Regions from separate parts of the Sus scrofa genome. Here region 2 is linked to region 1. Evidence: chromatin contacts called from public Hi-C data. All regions are on one chromosome and are shown on one strand. Each heading gives the region's core, a stretch centred on a gene start, on an enhancer-like site or on the middle of the called end of the contact. The rest is flanking DNA. Distances are from core to core; before and after follow the strand shown.

Evidence for each region. A called contact is a pair of places that touch in the nucleus more often than the background predicts.
Region 2: a Hi-C map of skeletal muscle shows a contact between it and region 1, with 4 times the contacts expected there. The contact joins the promoter of DDX28 here to the promoter of PSKH1 in region 1. A contact is called at or near these places in 11 of 47 Hi-C or Micro-C datasets (alveolar macrophages, brain, embryonic fibroblasts and 5 more) and 2 of 2 datasets of contacts at active chromatin or transcription factors (alveolar macrophages and skeletal muscle).

What each region holds. Positions count from the first base shown.
Region 1 is chr6:28,507,258-28,510,690 of Sscrofa11.1, reverse strand. It overlaps PSKH1 (serine/threonine-protein kinase H1), which reads right to left and starts at 1,906. Exons shown (of 3, transcript XM_021094111.1): 1 at 1,771-1,906.
Region 2 is chr6:28,615,904-28,619,336 of Sscrofa11.1, reverse strand. DDX28 (probable ATP-dependent RNA helicase DDX28) reads left to right here and starts at 1,894. Exons shown (of 1, transcript XM_003355776.4): 1 at 1,894-3,433. The coding sequence starts at 2,023. It overlaps DUS2 (tRNA-dihydrouridine(20) synthase [NAD(P)+]-like), which reads right to left and starts at 1,987. Exons shown (of 17, transcript XM_005655778.3): 1 at 1,874-1,987; 2 at 10-86.

The sequences.
Region 1 (3,433 bases), core at 657-3,156:
TGGTGTATGGAAGTTCCCAGGCGAGGGGTCGAACTGGAGCCGCAACTGCCAGCCTACAACCACAGCCACAGCAACTCAGGAACTGAGCAGCGTCTTTGACCTACACCACAGCTCAAGGCAGCACTGGATCCTTAACCCACTGAGTGAAGCCAGGGATCTGGTGGGGTTTGTTACCACTGAGCCACAATGGGAACTCCGAGAGAATGAGACTCTTGAATTTGTATTCTGAAAAATCACCCCAGGAGATTTTAGACAACAAGGTCGACAAGGCTGCACCACCTACCGCATGCACACGTGTGCATGTACAAACAGGACATTCGCATTTGCTGGGCCCATCTCAGGCCCTGGCCCCTGAAAGGTGCTCAAAATAATATAGCCGAATCTATATCCATTCTCAACCAGCAACCTATCCCAGTTGGTTCAGCTCCTACTTTATGCCAGACACACAGCCAGACACTCAGAGGCAGACAGAAGACTCAATCCCCAGACCAACCATCAGGTGACACAACACAATAAACTCCAACATGAATAGAAATTCAGAGGAGTCAGGGGTTCCATGAGAAGGGAGGCTTTTCCAAGGAAATGAAATCTAAGGCAGATTTTATAGCTTTTTTTTTTTGCTATTTCTTGGGCCGCTTCTGCGGCATATGGAGGTTCCCAGGCTAGGGGTCAAATCGGAGCTGTGGCCGCCAGCCTACGCCAGAGCCACAGCAACGCAGGATCCGAGCCGCGTCTGCAACCTACACCACAGCTCACGGCAACGCCGGATCGTTAATCCACTGAGCAAGGGCAGGGACCGAACCCGCAACCTCATGGTTTCTAGTCGGATTCGTTAACCACTGCGCTAAGGCAGATTTTAAAGGACAGATGTAAATTTTCCATAGTGGTGGGTGGAGGTGGGGATGAAGGAAAAGAAAAGTATTACCATGCCCGGGTGCGGCCCTAAAAAGACAAAAAAAAAAAAAAGTACTACAAAGTGAGAAAATTGCATATCTAAAGCAAGAGTGTATTAAAACAGAACTAAAGGCAGGTTCACATACCCCCCAAAACAATGTAAACAGGAAACAGAAGTGGCTAGGATTTCGGGATTATACCTCTATCAGATTATGAAGAGCCCTGAATGCCTTGCTATGAGCTTTGGCCTTTATCCTGTAGGTACCACGGGGCCAGTTTTAGGCAATGAAGGATTTATTCAGATTTTTCATGTGGGAATTCAACTTCATAGCCTCATGGAGGGAGAGTGAGCGTGGAGGAGTTGGACTTTGCCTGCTTTTATAAAAGCAGAGGGACAACTAATTTACAAGGCAGGCGAACCGGACGGACTCAGACCTACTCTTCCCCTCAAAATAAACAAGGAAGCGACCAGCCGTCCTCCGGGCCCCCTGGCGTTTGTTCGCAAAGGAGTGGGTGTGCAATAGATGCCGGACATGAGAAAGTAATGAGGACAACCGGGTCAATCCACTCTGACCTACGCCGGCTGGTTGAACAGAAGGCGAAACAGCAGACCATGACCACCTGGCTCTTGCGGCCTCAGAGACGGGCTACCCAACGCAGCAGCAAGTCTCAAGGCCAGTCCAGCCTCGAATACCGGGGCCCTCGAAGAGCGGTCTCCTGGCCTGCTCCCTAGTCCCGTAGGCCCCGGCGCCCCGGGCACGAGCCGAGGGCTCTCAGCTGGATAGGGACGGGCCCAGTGCTCCAAGAAGCGACCGTTGCAGCAGCTCGTCAGCCCCTCCCACCCATGGGGCCGTCGCCTGGGCCCAGCCGCCTCACCTCGCACGGGCGGCGGGCTCTTTGGCGTCTGAGCACCTGTGCTGACCCTCTCCGGGCTGCGGTTACGGCACCCGCCGCCGCCGCCGCCGCAGCCGCCGCCATCCTCAGGCGTCAGCGTCGTGGCGTCATCACAGCGCGCGCTTGACGCCAAAACAAACTCCGTACGCCCACTGGGCGGGGCTGGGAAGGACTCCGGAGGGCAGGGCTACGCGCTCGGAGCGTTGTCTGTCAGTCAACGCTTTCAGGGCGGGGCTGGGCTCTCTCCCGGGAATAACGGGTGAGTCTTTGTGTCGCTCCGAGAACCTTGAACTTAGGTTTGGCAGTCACAGTAGATAGTGGGGAGAATGTTTTAAGATCCTTGTTAGGGAGTTCTCCTTGTGGCTCGGCGGAAACTAATATAACCAGCATCCATGAGGACTCAGGTTCCACCCGTGGCTTCGCTCAGTGGGTTAAGGATCCGGGTGTTGGCATGAGCTGTGGCGTAGGTCGCAGAAGCGGCTGGGATCTGGCGTCGCTGTGGCTATGGTGTAGGCCTTCGGCTACAGCTCCCTTTAGACCCCTAGCCTAGGAATCTCCATATGCCGCGGGTTCTGCCCTAAAAAGGAAAAAAAAAAAAAGAAAGAAAGAAAGAAAGAAAAAGATTGTAGTTAGGAGAGAGGGTGCTTTATAGTGCGAGATTGGGGATATAGTGCAATTCAACAGAAGTTTCTGGAAGTTCCTCTGGAATTATGCAAAGGACAGTCTTAATTTTTTTGTTTGTTTGTTTGGTCTTTTGTCTTTTTAGGGTCGCAGCCGCGGCATATGGAGGTTCCCAGGCCAGGGGTCTAATTGGAGCTGTTGCCGCTGGCCTACGCCAGAGCCACAGCAACGGCCAGATCCAAGCCACATCTGCGATCTACACCACAGCTCACAGCAACGCAGGATCCTTACTTAACCCGCTGAACAAGGCCAGGGATCAAACCTACAACTTCATGGTTCCTAGTTGGATTCGTTTCCACTGTGCCGAGATGGGAACTCCAGGACAGGCTTAAATTTAATTAATAAATTATTTTTTAAACTACAGTTAAAATAATTCAATTGTAAATCAACTATAATTAAAAAATAAACTAAATAAAATAAAATAATTCAGGCACTCAGATATGTTGAATTTGACCTCCATCACAGAGGAGTTGCAAATGGTTAACTTAAAGATCGATGAAATCAGTTTTAGGCCAACTGTGTAGTAACATTTTTTTTTTTTATTGTTTTTCTTTTTAGCCAGGCCCAGGGCATTCCCTGGCCAGGGGTCAATCTGAGCCACAGCAGCGACCTGAGCTGCTGCAGTGACAACAGCAGATCCTTAGTCGGCTCTCCCACAGGAGAACTCCTTGCTTTATTGTTTTTGTTTTTGTTTTGTTTTTGTCTCTTTAGGGCCGCACTTGTGGCATGTGGAGGTTCCCAGGCTAGGGGTCCATTCAGAGCTGTAGCGGCCAGCTTCCACCAGAGCCACAGCAACACCAGATGTGAGCCACGTCTGCAACCCACACCACAGCTCACAGCATCACTGGATCCTTAACACACTGAGTGAGGCCAGAGATCAAACCCAAAACCTCGTGGTTCCTAGTCGGATTCATTTCCACTGCGCCACAACAGGAACTCCCTCCTTGTTTGTTTTAATTTTTGT
Region 2 (3,433 bases), core at 645-3,144, 110 kb before region 1:
AATACATACCTATGTATTATTTTTTTCAGATAATTCCTTCAATGTGTCTGTTCTGGCTTGGTGCAAAGCAATTCTTTGTTTACTATCTGAAAAAAACAGTGGCACACATCAATGGATAAAATCTGTCAGAGCAGACATCCAAGGAGCTCTTCAGCTAAGGAACAGGGAGCTCTGAGTTCCTAGAAAAATCATAAAAGCAGTGTGGAATCACATCTTGGAGCATCCTTTATATGAACTCCCTTTAGCATATCACCATCAGTGGTAATCAGCCTGTATATGAACCTTTCAATGACAGAAAACCCCAGCACTCTCAAGACAGATTTGCACAATTTTAGTTGCTACAGCCATCTTTCAGAATCTGACTCCCTGTCACGCATCAGACCCAGTCTGCTTTTTTAGAATGGTACATCCCCACAGCATACCTCATCTCTTTGCCATCCGGCACATTCCCCAAACACATGAGGACAACTCTCCCTAAAGTTCTCTTCTCCAGCATCACCCTCTTGAATCACTCCTTCCTGTGTTTATGACTTGCAGGGCCTTCCTGAGGTTTCCTGATCCCAAAGCCATGATAAGCAACAGCATAAATATGCCTGCTACAGAATGAGCAGGACCACACAAGAGTCTGGCAAATGTCACTACCTGAAATGAAAGCACATGTGGTAACCTCAGCCTCTCTTCAGTCCTCATCCTCTACCCAAAGTTTCTCAACAGCACGCTATTGACATTTTGAGCCAGATAATTCTTTTTTTGGAAGGAGCTGTCCTGATCATTATTTAGCAGCATCCTGGACTCTATCCAAAGGAAGAGCCTATAGCACCTCCCCAGATGTGACAAAAATGTCTCCAGCCATTATCAAATGTCTTAGGGGAAAGGTGGGGGCAAAATTACCCTCAGTCAAGAGCCACTGCTCTATCCAATGATCTTGTTCACCCAAAACTTCTCCTCTGCTGGTTTAACAGGTAACTCTCCAGAAAATTTAATTGTGCGTCAAAACGCTATCTGAAATTTAATAGTATTTATAATGGTATTTGATGATACTACAACTCATTCTCCAGAAGTTAGGAACCACCCAGATGCTTTATCTACATTTACCTTATCTTTTTACCCCAGGCACTGAAGACTACAGAAATGATCAGACACCCATTTTCTGGATCTGTTCAAGTACCAACAGTGTAGGGCTTTTTTGCAACCTGAACAACTAAATTTAAGTAAAATATTTTGTCTGACCATGGCTTTGTGAGACAAACCACATACTGGTAGCAGTACATGGTTCACTACTAGTCAAGTAATTTAGGTAAGGTGAGTGGGAAGCCAGTGGAGGTGAGCGAGCTAACTGAAGAAGTAGTGGGTTCTTGATGAGAAGTTGGAAAGGGTGACAAAGGAGTGGAGAGTGAACCACCGCTGAAGAGGAAGGGGAAAAGTATGAAGAAATGAGTTCTCTTGAAATAAAGACTGAAGAGAGGATACTCTGAAGGCCATCAGATTGCTCTCTGGGCCCTCAGCTCTCCAAGGGCCTGGTGGAAAAGAGTTAATCTAGGTCCCCTGGCCTGATCATTCATTCAAACTCTCACTAACTACTTGTATTAAAAGACCTTACACGGAGACCACATCTGGGAAAACATCGCCGCACCCTAGGAGTTTACAGAAGGGAGACCATAACTGGACAAGATATCACAGGAGCTCTGAAGGCGACAGAGAAGAATCGCAGGGATCGGACATCATACCGCCAGAAGTCCTCCGCCCTCCTGGTTCGTAATGCCAGGACCTCATCGCCTCGTAACGCCGAACCCCAGTACTGCCTCAATCGTGCACCTCTCCCCACGGTTGGCCCGAGCCCGGACGTCACCACCCCCGGTTTGGGCCTACAGACCTTACAGCTGCTGAACTCTACAGATCTTTCCTCGCTCCTCACAGTTCGCCTATTCCGCACGCTTTACTGAGCCGCGTCAGCCACCGTCCTCAAAGCCTTGGCGCATCTGTGACGTCACTGCATTGCGCCTCTCCGGCAACACGGGGACCATGGCTCTAGCACGTCAGCTTCGGCTGTTATCGCTCGTGACTCGGTTGCATCTGGCGCCTCGACGGGATCTAACGGTCCGCGGTCCCGACGAGCCCCTGCCAGTGGTGCGCATTCCGCGGGCTCTACAACGGCGTCAGGAACAGCGGCAGAGGGGGCAGCAGGGCCCCCCGCGGCCGGTCTTGGTGAGACCTGGCCAGCTGCTGATCTCGGCGCGGCGGCCGGAGTTGAACCAGCCCGCGCGTCTCACGCTGGGCCGTTGGGAGCCCGCACCACTCGCTTCACGTGGCTGGAAGAATCGGCGCGCCCGCCAGGACCACTTCTCAATCGAGCGCAAGCAACAGGAGGCCCCAGCGTTGCGGAACCTCTCGTCCAAGGACAGCTTTGCCGATCTGGGTCTGGAGCCCCGCGTGCTGAGCGCACTGCAAGAGGCTGCTCCCGAAGTCGTTCGGCCCACAACCGTTCAGTCAAGTACCATTCCCCCTCTACTTGGTGGCCGCCACATCCTCTGCGCTGCGGAGACCGGCAGTGGCAAGACTCTTGGCTACATGCTACCTCTGCTTCAGCGGCTCTTGGGCCAGCCAAGCCTGGACTCCTGTCGTATCCCTGCTCCTCGAGGCCTGGTTCTTGTGCCTTCTCGAGAATTAGCTGAACAGGTACGGGCCGTGGCCCAGCCCTTGGGCAGCTCCTTGGGCCTCCAGGTGCGGGAGTTAGGGGGAGGCCATGGCATGAGTAGGATCAGACTGCAACTATCCAAACAGCCTCCAGCAGATGTACTAGTGGCCACTCCGGGGGCTCTGTGGAAGGGCCTGAAAAGTCAGCTGATCAGCCTGGAGCAGCTCTCCTTCTTGGTGTTGGATGAGGCAGACACACTATTGGATGAAAGCTTTCTGGAACTGGTGGACTACATCTTGGAGAAGAGCCACATAGCAGAAGGCCCAGCTGACTTAAAAGACCCCTTCAATCCCAAAGCTCAGTTAGTGCTGGTAGGGGCCACATTTCCTGAAGGTGTAAGCCAGCTGCTGAGTAAAGCTGCCTGCTTAGACTCTCTAACCACCATCACCAGTTCCAAGCTCCACTGCATCATGCCTCATGTCAAACAGACATTCATGAGGCTGAAGGGGGCAGAGAAGGTGACTGAGTTGGTGCAGATCCTCAAGCAGCATGACAGAGCATATAGGACTGGGTCCGCAGGAACTGTTCTGGTGTTCTGTAATAGCTCCAGTACTGTGAACTGGTTGGGATATATTCTGGATGACCACAAAATCCAACACTTAAGACTTCAGGGACAAATGCCAGCCTCAATGAGGGCAGGTATCTTCCAGTCCTTCCAGAGGGGCTCCCAAGACATACTTCTCTGCACAGACATCGCCTCTCGGGGCCTGGACAGCACCCAGGTGGAGCTAGTTATCA